Regions from separate parts of the Danio rerio genome. Here all the other regions are linked to region 3. A link is a contact called in public Micro-C data. All regions are on one chromosome and are shown on one strand. The core of a region is the stretch at or near the end of the contact, and the rest is flanking DNA. Distances in the headings are between cores, read along the strand shown.

Region 1 (3,714 bases), core at 509-3,008, 190 kb before region 3:
AAAACAAACAAACAACAAAAAAAACATAGACTTTAGCATCTGATATTTCAGTTATATGTTACTGAGACAGTGCTTGCTGATAAACATTTATTATTCACAGTGTTAACAGTTTTATCTCTTTACTCCATAAACCTATTTTTTTCAATATTTTTATGATAAATCGCACATTTCTGTCTATTTATTGTCCATTAAACCAAGTAGGCCCTGTTTATAGCAAGCAGGCGTCATGCAATGTTGCTTCATTCTGTTCATTTCTTCTGATTATTCAGTTATTTCACCAGAGTGCTAGACAGCTTGATCCTCTTACCAAGCCAAAATAATCAATAACAAGCCGTGACATGAATGAGACAATCGATTGAACGGAGGACCCGCTTTATCTGGTGAAGTGCTGCACGTACCAGGCTGGAGTAGATGGCGGAGGGGTCGGCGCTATACGGAAAGTAGTTGGCGTAGTTCTGCCCGGCTGCGGCCGCTGCTGCTGCGTAAGGGGAGCCGTACATCCCGAGCGCGGCGTTGAGCTCCGTCCGTGTACTCGCCAGCAGCCGGTTCTCATAGGAGGGACAGCAGAAGGAGGCTGCGGTCTGCGATGCGCTCGATCCTTCTGTCACCGACCTGGATATCGAATCGCAGCAAGTCGTACTGGGGGTTGCCGACACGAAAAACTGCATGAAGAAAATTGTGGATAAACATGACTTTTTTATTTGCGTTTCAAAGCAGGCGTTTCCGTAGTTTGAAAAAGAATTAAGGTAAGATGGAGCTGCTCTGTGGTAAAGCAGCTCTTTTTCTTTGGAGACCGATTGCAATTATTTTCATTCATTCGTTTTATTCATAAAGATAATCCTATAGTTTAACTGAATTGAGACTTTGTGTAAATGACTTAAAAATAAAAAGGCAAAGGGTTTGTCTTACTTAATTTTTCAAAAAGTGATTTTGTCAAAGCTGAAAGTAAACTTTCTAAGTTTTGCCTCAGGACAGGAGAAGTTAAGTGAGCGCGGCTTATTTTGACAATTAAACAATCTGTCGACTTTAAATAAAACTTGAGTTTGACTTAAGTCATGTTGTCGAAATTATCTATGTTATCAGTAAATCTGTAATTAGTTTATACACAGAGACGGCAAAGGCTACCGGCAAAGGGAGGAGTCTCGCTCTCACTAAACAATTACACCGTAAAGGTAATTTACACGTTTACAACAACACGTGAGGTCATTTATAATTCAAATAACCCATTACTATAAATATTGACAAACCCACGATAACGTCTAACTTTAGTTTAGGACTTACTTAGTGACAGAACAATCTGCTGCTACCTAGTGTTAGTTCCTGAGATCCAGGGAGTATGACAGAATGTGGAAAAAGAAAACAAAACGCACACAACGATGTACACGCTTAATAGCCATCTACATTAAAAAAATATATAATTTGCATGCTTACCTGAGAAGTTGCATTGTAAGGATATCCAAACTGAGAGAAGGACATAGCTGCTTCTTTTGTTACCATAAGCAATATTCTTCTCCTGCTGATCGATTGAAACCAAATCTACTTCAAATCCACCGTCTTACACACATTTCCACACTCGGCCTTTCGCTCAATAATAGATGACTGCACTTAACTGGGAAGCACTGAGGATGTTTACGCCAGCCCTAGTTTTATATGTATAGATAATCCCCTTAAGGAAATGAGAAATTAGAGTTAAGCTTCATCAAGTACAAAAATATTGTTGTTAAACAGCTGTAGAAAGCTTAAAGGATAACGTAAGACTTGCAAGATATGAACTTGTGGTTGTGCTATTATTTGTGCCTCTATAGTTCTTTAGAATTCATCCATGCACGGGTATCAGTGTGACGTCATTCTAATCCCGGGACGGCGAGGATAGAATGATGTGTTTGCCAATCACGTCATGCTTCGCGCTTTTCTTGAGGTGTGTTTTGCACACCCCTGTCCCCTGTTTTCCCCCTTTCTGTTCTTTTCTAACATTAGTGTATTATTAGACTTAGAGCCCTTAAAAGTATTTCAAACAGCCACTGAATAAATATAAAAAATAATTTTGAAAAAAAAATTATGTAATTCATATATATCACTTTCACAATAATACAAAAATAAATCAGCTTTTTTTAAAACAATATTTTGCATATTAATATAAAAACAGCATTTAATGCCAGATATTGTTTTATTATCCGTGACTATGCCATGTGTCAATATTTAGGTTTATCATGTAAATTATTTTAAGGTTAAGATAATATATTACCGTTTTAGACCGAATTATACTTTTTAAATTAATCTATTTTCTTTAAATATATATGATCTAATAATATTAGTAGCCTATATGTTCCCGATTTTCTTATTATTATACATTTCAGACACTGTCCCGCTGATGCGCAAATGAACTGAAGAGGAATCTACAGGACCCTTGCTCGCATCTGTCTGGCCGATCAGAGGTCCGACCTGATGTTAATTGCGATGATGTTTCCATCTCTCTCTATTAGAGAGAGGGCCAGTCCCGGCAGACGTGAAGAGAACCTCTGGCAGGTCAACAGAAAACTGATTGATGCGTATCTCGGGACCTACGCGACCATTACGAGAAATGCGTAATTGCATCAATTAACAAATGGATATGGCCTTGTTTAACCAGCGAGTTACACCGTGAAAATATGCCTTTGAGGTGAAATTAGACGATCAGAATGGAACTGAGAGAGAGAGAGAGAGAGAGAGAGAGAGAGAGAGAGAGAGAGAGAGAGAGAGAAATTAGCTGAATCTCTCAAGTCTAATTATACGGTAGTGGGAGGCGACGGGAACAGCATTCTAATTGAAGGATGCGTACTTGAAAGGGATGGTAGAAATATCGCTCCCTCACGCGGAATAAGTCTGGATAAAGGGTAACACATGCAGTTTTATTAAATGTTTTAGACAATATAATTAGAAGACCCCATTTACTCTCCCTCTCTCTCTTTCTCTCCCTTGGTTTCTATTGTTTTTTTTTTATTTTAAGCTAATGACATTGCATCATTGTATAGACACCACCTACCCAAGACAAACATGTTTTAATACTATAGATTTAGTTTATACCATTATTTTATTGCCGTTAGAGCCTAAGAAAGTTTTGCTTGTTGATCTGAAATGTCTAGGACACGTGGTCCTACAGTCAAGACACACTTATCTAAAGTACTCATCTAAAGGTTTAACTTCATTGTGAAGTATTGTTATATAATTAAGTCTATATGTGACTTAAAAGAGCTGAATGGCTGTCCTCGCGCATCATCATCGTTCACGAGCAGCAGAGCAGCAGTGCTTGCGCGGTCGCTTCCAAACGCGTGGAAATCCGTGACCATTTGATCGTTTTCACTGATAATATGAGAGGCATAGTTCAGTGACCCTGCTTTGAAAGGACGAGAGTCCTGTCCCAGATGATCTCTTTGCTATTACAGGCTCACTCTTCGAGAGGCGCCAGAGAGCTGCGAGTAAGTGAACGGCGCCGATGGAGCAGGTAAACCGTAATGACGAGAGTGTTCAGGCCCATCAAGAGTCGCGTTCAGTTCAGGTCACCGCCGTCCCTGTATGTTCTGTGGCGAGTGTGTTACAAAGAAAACAGGGAAAATACAGATGTTTTGCTTATGAGCTATTTTATTTATCTGAAGGAAGTCAATTAAACTGGCTATTTGCCCCAAAATAAAACTTTAGTCATTTACTTATAATCATGTCGTTCCAAACCGTTTGACT
Region 2 (3,867 bases), core at 859-3,358, 140 kb before region 3:
TTGGACAGGTGTATCTAATAAAGTGGCTGGCAAGTGTGTGTATGTATGCATGTATATTAATGTTGACTAATATACAGGGTCATCGCAGCTGCAAAAAAAAAAAGGCTTTATAATTTTAAATAATTTGTAATCATAATTGAATTGTATTGATTATAATGGAAACTGTTAAAGTTATGGCACAGTACATCTATTAAATACCAATGGAATGTTTTCTAAAACACAAATGTACTGGCTTTAATGGTGAAAATATTATGGGGTTTGAAATGTAATGTAGTTTGCATTTTTTTCCTCTGTAGGGATTTGTTAAACAATGTTTGAATTTAATTTAAATTAATTTTATTTTATTGTATTTTATTTTAATTTTATTTTATTTATTTATTTATTTGTTTTATTTTATTTTATTTTAGAGCATGCACTAGTGTTTCTTTAAAATGATCACTGTTTATGCTAATTTAAAATAGCTAAGGATAGAGCAATGACTTTTTTTTTCTTTTTCTTTTGTTTTAGACTATATGCCTGCTTGAAGGCTGATCTATGGCCTAATGAGTGTGGACCGGCAGACTTTGCTTATGTATAGATGCAGCATAGGGCATGTTTTTTAGATTGTGTGTGCAGTTTAACTCCAATTCAAGACTAGTGTCTTGTAGGCAAGACATACTTGTCCACCACAAGGCTGCAGGTTCACTTGCCATTTGGGACCACACCATAGATCAAGTCTTTCCTTCTCTTCATTTTATATTCAGAATTATTCACTTTTGAGCTTCTTTTCAATGCCCAAGATGCACAATCAACACTTTTGCCCTCTTCACTGCGACTACTACCATACAGCCTGTGTGACATTATATCATCAAAGTCTAGACTTGGATGAAGACCGTAGAGCTGACTCAGCATTGTTATTCGGGACCTCGAATATCTGATTTTCACAAGAGATGCTCTGTAATTAAATTGCTGAACTGCTGATTGCTCTGTTTTTAACAGTGATATTTTAACAGTAATGAGGGGTTTATTGTGCTTCTTCCACATACTGGAATTCATTCCCTCTTTTCATGGCTGACTTCTATTTAAATCTACATCTGCCAGCTGAAGGGTAAATTTTGTTTGACCTTTCGGACAGCTCATCTTCCTGTTCTGAGCCCTTGTAGTCTCCAAGAAAGAGAAAGAGTTGGTCCCAGGGAGGTTGTGAATGTGAGGCCGACTCGTTTGCCTGCTTATGTGCCTGAATTTTGCCTTTGGCCTTTTCTGGATACTTCCATCTCTTCTGCTTAGCGCTCTAGGATTTTATGTGTTGAAGTAAAAAGTGTAAAAGTCAGTGTTTGGTCTTGATGTTCAAAACTGTAGTCATCTGGGAGCCCATAAATGACTGTCATTTTCTCTGGCGCACAAATAAAGAGCCGTCTATCACATGTAATTCAATCCGATTGTAATTCAAGTCTTTTTATTGCATTTAAAAAATTCGAAAGTTTACCGCTTATTGTTGTTACCCCAGGCTAAACAAAATATACATCACTGATCTAAGACACTTTAACGCTCCTCTGAGCTGAGCTTGAAATATGACTTATGGACAATATTGATGTCTTTGAGCGCCATGTACAAAGGAGGAAGTCGAAAAATACTGCTAGAAATGTCTGAATTATGAATTCTTGTTTTGACTTGTTTCAGATGATCACTTCAGACTCAGTTTGAAGAACAAGCTTGAACTTGAGCCAAGGTTGAATGTTCCGCCACAACATAAAGTAGTTGAGTGTTCTCTGTGCTCGTGAGTTACTGCGGTATCGTTCTCCTTTGTTTTTATTGAGTTTGCTTTTGTCAGGCCCTTCTAGAGTTTCACCGGAGAGAATCAGCATGATCAAAAACGGATTCCCTTTATACTTTCAGCTGCTTCTCCAAGACCAGAGGCCTGTCAGTCAGATGCAAGGAAAGAAAGAAGGAAAGAAAGCAAGAAGGAAGGAAGGAAAGAAAGAAAGAAGAGGCCTGTTGAACAGATGGAGGTTAGATCTCTCTGGCTGTGTTCCCACAGGTTTGATGTTGTCAAGAGTTTCTCTCCTGTCTGGCTCAGTAACACAGAGTGCCTCTGTTTATGGGGATATGATCATGTGTGATGCGTTAGGACGTTGGAACTTAATTCGAGTGGGCCTGTGGAAATGTTTTACCTCTGTAGTGTTTTCTACCCTGTAGTATGACCCTCAATCTGTGGATCTAAACTGGAGAGAAGACCAATCGAAAATTAAGTGCAGGGAAAGTATGAAAGTGAGAATGGGAGAGACAGTATCATGATTCCCAAGGAAATCAGAGAACGTGTCCATGTTTTTGTGTGTGTGTGATCTCTGTCTGAGTCTCTGGTAGACTTGTAAACACACCCCCTTGTGGTTGGCAGAGGGATAACACTCTCCTTCCCTCTCCTCACTTGTCCCAGTCTCTGCCTAGAACACATTATGTCCGGACATTGTGCCAAAATACTGCTTCTGGAGGCTTGTCTGGCTATAAATCATGCAGGGATCGGTGTTAAAAGAAGGCACAGGCCAAAGAGATGCATGCTGTGAGGGCATCTGTACTGGCTGGCGCAATCACTTTATGATAGACAGCCATACCAGATCCGCAAAATGCATCACTTTGACAAGTAATTCAGGTAAATCTTCTGATTAATCATCTGGTTGAGTAATGTAAAAAATAAATGTGCTTGCTGAACACTTTATTAGGTACACCTTGCTAGTACTGGTTTGGAATGCCTTTTTGTCTTCAGAACTGCCTTCTTTTTTTTGGCATAGGCTCAGCAAGGTGCTAAAAACATTCCTCAGACATTTTCTCCGTATTGACATGATAGCATTGTGCAGAACTGTAGATTTGATTCCTGCAGAATCTCCCATTCTACCACATCTCAAAGTTGCTTTGTTAGACTGAGATCTGGTGAGTATAGTGAACTTGCTGTCATGTTCAAGAATCCAGCTTGACATGATTTGAGCTTGCATTATACTGTTAGAATGGTCTTCAAAAGATGGTCAGACAGTGGGATGAATGTGGTCAGAAACAATATTCAGGTAAGCTACAGCAGTTTAATGATGCTCAGTTGGCTCTAATACACATTCAATCTAACTTCACGGTATACCTTTATTATTAGCTACTTAATGAATTAATTTAAATATTAACCCATTAAATATGATATTGTTTTGGGAATGTAAGAACATTTTAAATACAGTAACTGTTTGCTTATTATTCAGGTAGTATATTAAATAACTTTTAATTCATAACTGTAGAAAGTTATTGCTTTTTGGCCATGACTATGTATTTATTAATGAGTTACTTTAGTGTGGAAACTTGTTAATAATGTATCTTAATATTGCATATACCAGATTTTTTTGTCAGCAACTGGGTTCTGATGCTGGCTATATGTTATATTTGAGTACAGATATCAGACTAACCAGGTATACCTTTCTCAAACATGAATCTTATGCTGAAATATTAAATTCTACCCATTCTATTTGAAGGCAGGGTACTTTTGTGGCAACAACCACAACATTCTTATGCACATATACATATGCATAAGTATAAAAAAACAAAGCATTGTGGCAAAAATATAAAGTTTTTTTTTTGTGTGTGTGTGTTTGTGTGTGTATAACACGTTTGCATATAGTAGAATAAATATGCAGAAACAGCAGATGCACCCAGAATAGCAAGTGTTTGAAATTTACATTTTTGAACATGAAATAGTCCGATATTCCAAAAAAAAAAAACTAATTTTAAAGGTTTATTGTTCCAGCACTCCGCTTGAATGGCTTCATATTTTTCTGATGTAGCACAGGTACTGATCTCGTGGATTTCAACCTATTAAAAAGCAAGGGAAGAACGAAAATAAAAAAACACAGATGTTTG
Region 3 (3,973 bases), core at 456-2,955:
TAAGCCAAGCTTTCAAAGTAGCTGTGGCGTCCCGGGTAGCATTCTTGCGGTAAGCTGGGTCTCCATACGGGTACGAGCCCAGGGGAGCAGCATAAGGATGATACCCTATAGACCCGGCCATGCCTGTCGTGTGGTCATAAGGTGAGCTCTGCAAAGAGCCAAACCAATTGTTTCATTAGCAAAATATCACTTTGGACACCTGCGCACAATGCAGGATTGCTTTCAAATCGCTTACACAAACACTCAAAAGCCAGCATAAACAAACACACACACTTACGCACACACACATGCATGCCACATGTACACACTTTACGTCTAATTAATCGAAATTGTAAGTACAAGGCCGCGGGGTCACGTATTTTATCGTTTAATTTTGGCTAGATGCCTCATTTCACCCAAAAAGAATGACTGTAAAATACATTTTTACAACTTTCTTTCCAAATCCCCCTTCTTTGTTAATGATCATAAATCTCATTTCGACAGCTTTACTGACTTTTGACTATGTTTATTTTCAGATTAGCCAGCTAATTAGAAGTTACAGCTTTATGTAGGGTCATCTGACAGCGTGTTGACCAGAGCTGGCCTACGTGTGCGCAACCCACATTTAAATAGCCGGTAAAACATGTTTCCTTTAAGTAGCTTATTTGACTAAATACACGCCTGAGACAAATTGGAACAACTGATAATTTATTCTCTTTGATATCAGAAATATTCATCACAGACCAAATAGTTGAAGAAATCACGTTGTCACAAATGACAACATAAATAACATCAATTGTTAAATGGTTGTTCTTTTGCCTTCAGTAAATAATTTAAATTATGTGTGCGTGTTTTTTTCTGTTTGCATTTAATACTTTGCATTTGTTTTCAATAAAATATCCTCGTGCACTTTATCAAATGTTTATTTGAAAACAATTTGTTTTTTCACTTTATTATTATTATTAATAATAATAATAATAATAATAATAATAATAATAATAATAATAATATTTTACTACATTATGATTTAAAGTGACATGAAACCCAGCCACATTCCGCGAATGCATATTTGATTGCTAAAACCGCAAATGTTGCGCAAATGATTAGTGCAGCACAATATCAATAACAACGAAGCGTAAAAATGTATTTTGCCAACTTTCCAGAAGTAGAAACTAAACAAGAGAGTAAAAAGCGCACTCACCACATAAGAGGTGAAAGTAGCAGCGGCGGCCGCATCAGCACTGTACGGGAGATGGGAATTGTAGCCTGGCGAGGCGCTGGTGAACGCTGTAGATCCGGCATAGGGAGCGAAAGCAGAGCCAGAGGAAGATCTCCCTAGCTCCTCTGTCCGGGGTCCCGAAATCACGCTTGTACTGTAGGCAGGACACGAATAGAGTGCCAAAGAGGCGGATGGCTGATACAAGTAGCCCTGAGGGTACGCCATGGTGAAGATCCAAATATAAGCTTCTCACTTGAGTTCTTCTCCCTCAAACTCTCACGCGCTCGCCGCGCTCGCTCATAGAGTTCCGAGTAAACAGACCTCCGTCCTGTCCTCCTCGCGTCTAGCAGTGATGGAAATTAAAGAGAACGACGATTGCATAGACTTCACACTCGTTAATCAGTCGTTGTCAGACTCGCTCGCGGATTTTCGAGGCGCTCTCTCACCCTCTGAGCGCTCTGTGACTCTCATGCCGAGCGCGCGGGACAAGTTTTTTGCTCTCAGATGGGGCTTTGCTTCGGAGAGTGTCCTGCCAGGATGCTAAGTTGAAAACTGAGGATTCTGACGCCTACTATGAGCCTCTCGCTCCTCCTCTCGGGGTGTAGTCATCGAAAGAAAAGGCAAACTGGAGCTGGGTTACAGCAGCCCAGCCTGAATCGATTCTCTCTCTCTCTCTCTCTCTCTCTCTCTCTCTCTCTCTCTCTCTCTCTCTCTCTCTCTCACTCACACACACACACACACACACACACACACAGCATTCGTACCCTGGCACTCACTAACAATCTCCCCCGCTATCCCCCTATTTTTGTCTCTAACAAGCCTCATTGCCTTAGACTGAGCAGCTACAGCCCCTGGATGGCGGTCTCATGCGAGCCAGTGCATCAACTTCAACTTTCCTCATTTTCTAAATAGACGAAGCTTTCATTTTCACACGATTAATACCAAATGGACTGTTATCTTCCTGGGACGGCTTGCCAGATACAACAGGAGACGCTACAAGTACTGTTTGCAGCTCTTCACCCAGCTCGGTTCTGAGCGTTCATTGTGCGCTTGTTTGACGCGTGTAGATATCTATAATTTTACTAAGAAGACGCGACAGTCGGTAATGCATCGAGCCGTCGTGTCAGCTGAACGCGGGCAGGTTTTGACGTTGTGTTCTTTGGTTTTGTAAATTATGGAGACTTTTTGGAGAGGGAGATTATATTGCTTAATTTTACCCTATAAACATATCGCTATGTGTTTTCTTTTTACAGAAACAAAGCTGTTAACAAAGACTGCATGCGCGCTTAGATCAATTCTCAGCGGTAAGAAAGTGAAGAAGTAACTTTTGACAGGTGTTAACTGATTTGTCCGCTGGACAGTTTTCGCCTTAGATCCCGGAACAAACCAGATCTTCTTCTCCTTTACACCAAAGCCCCAAGCGCAGACAGATTAAGACCATATGAACCACGGCAAATCCACCACGACCAGGGGCTCTAAGCCCCTTTGATTCAAACAGATATATTCCTCTGCGGTGGAAGATCTCTTCGTGCATTTTATTCTGTTTGCCGTCAAACTAAATTGTGTGCGTCCATGTTAACAATGGAGATATATTAGTTTAGGTAGCTAAAATGCATTTTGTACTAATCCGATAATCAACAAATAAACATAACTGAGAAACTTAATAAAAGAGCAAGCTGAATTGAATGCCATGTTCATCATTATTTTCTTAATTTAAATGCCGTACACAAGCATTCACACAAGTGGTGAAATTGGCCACAAAGTTGCATTATTAATTTAGCATTATTTACCATATATTTCCCCTATTGCCAGGTAAGCCGGTGAATGCATACAATACTAATCATAAATAATAATAAAAAGCTTAATCTAAACAAATAAGTAAAGTCAATGATCTGGCTCACTTGTTAAAGTCTTTGTGAGCCGAAAGGGATCGCTGTAGGCGCTTCTACAGAGTGTGTGCATGAGGTCACGTGCTACTGCTCTCTCAAGAGTGAAGAATGATGACGCTCAAACTCAGTGGACAAATGTTAAGTTCAAAGCAAAACAAACTGGAGAAGTGCGAAACTCCGCGTTGTCGACTGCGATATTGAATATGTTTGTGTTGTATCTGCACCACCCGCGAGTGCATATACATTACTAAAATTCATTTGAGGAACAAGAAGGATATGGGTTATTTTTCGACATATTGTAATGCTGAAATTAAATAATGATCGCTTTTATAACAATTAATTATTATAAAACTCCATATACCTTGTATTTATTTATCTTTAAATATAAAAAACATTATTCTTTCTTTCTTTCTTTCTTTCTTTCTTTCTTTCTTTCTTTCATTTACTGAAGCACAGTGGATGTGTCCATTGCACAGTCACCTTTAAATAGTGTATCGGTATCCAAGGATACCCAGGAGTAGCATTTAAATGACGTCAATATTCATTGATAGAGTATTATCGGCAGTAATGAGTTCCTCTTCACCAATAGGATTCGATAAGCAGCCTGTTTAGCGATAGTGGAGGGGTGAATGAAAGAAAGCATGGAAATAGAAATGCAGCAGGGAGTAGTCACACTCCACACGCGCTGGCAGAAAGGTAGGAAACTACTTATTTAACTAAATGACATTCTCCTTATAATAGCCTCCTTAAACAAATTTCGAAAGTGAACGAATAGTTGAACACTGCGCTTTTGATGTGTAAAAAGGGGGACATAGTGGGAAATAGTTGCAGCCTTATTTTCCCGAACTGCTCCCGTGAACTCCCAGACTGGACGGCAAGGGGAGGT

The links. Hi-C and Micro-C count contacts between places; a contact is called where the count stands out from the background.
Region 1: a Micro-C map of caudal fin shows a contact between it and region 3, with 7 times the contacts expected there. The contact joins the promoter of irx6a here to the promoter of irx5a in region 3. A contact is called at or near these places in 8 of 18 Hi-C or Micro-C datasets (caudal fin, embryo, fibroblasts and 3 more) and 2 of 4 datasets of contacts at active chromatin or transcription factors (caudal fin and embryo).
Region 2: a Micro-C map of caudal fin shows a contact between it and region 3, with 5 times the contacts expected there. The contact joins the enhancer-like site here to the promoter of irx5a in region 3. A contact is called at or near these places in 1 of 18 Hi-C or Micro-C datasets (caudal fin) and 2 of 4 datasets of contacts at active chromatin or transcription factors (caudal fin and embryo).

What each region holds. Positions count from the first base shown.
Region 1 is chr7:35,625,106-35,628,819 of GRCz12tu, forward strand. irx6a (iroquois homeobox 6a) reads right to left here and starts at 1,759. Exons shown (of 7, transcript NM_001023575.2): 1 at 1,432-1,759; 2 at 399-662. The coding sequence starts at 1,497. It overlaps LOC110439935 (a long non-coding RNA gene), which reads left to right and starts at 400. Exons shown (of 2, transcript XR_002459227.2): 1 at 400-746; 2 at 2,358-3,714.
Region 2 is chr7:35,675,468-35,679,334 of GRCz12tu, forward strand. No RefSeq gene overlaps it. Among named protein-coding and RNA genes, the nearest start is that of irx6a, 51 kb to the left of the region's middle. Within about 2 kb of position 2,109, at least 4 of the 62 cell types and tissues checked have an H3K27ac peak or open chromatin away from gene starts, as enhancers often do. A contact at or near this core is called in caudal fin, where this site is marked.
Region 3 is chr7:35,819,815-35,823,787 of GRCz12tu, forward strand. It overlaps irx5a (iroquois homeobox 5a), which reads right to left and starts at 1,706. Exons shown (of 3, transcript NM_001045227.1): 1 at 1,181-1,706; 2 at 1-148. The coding sequence starts at 1,423.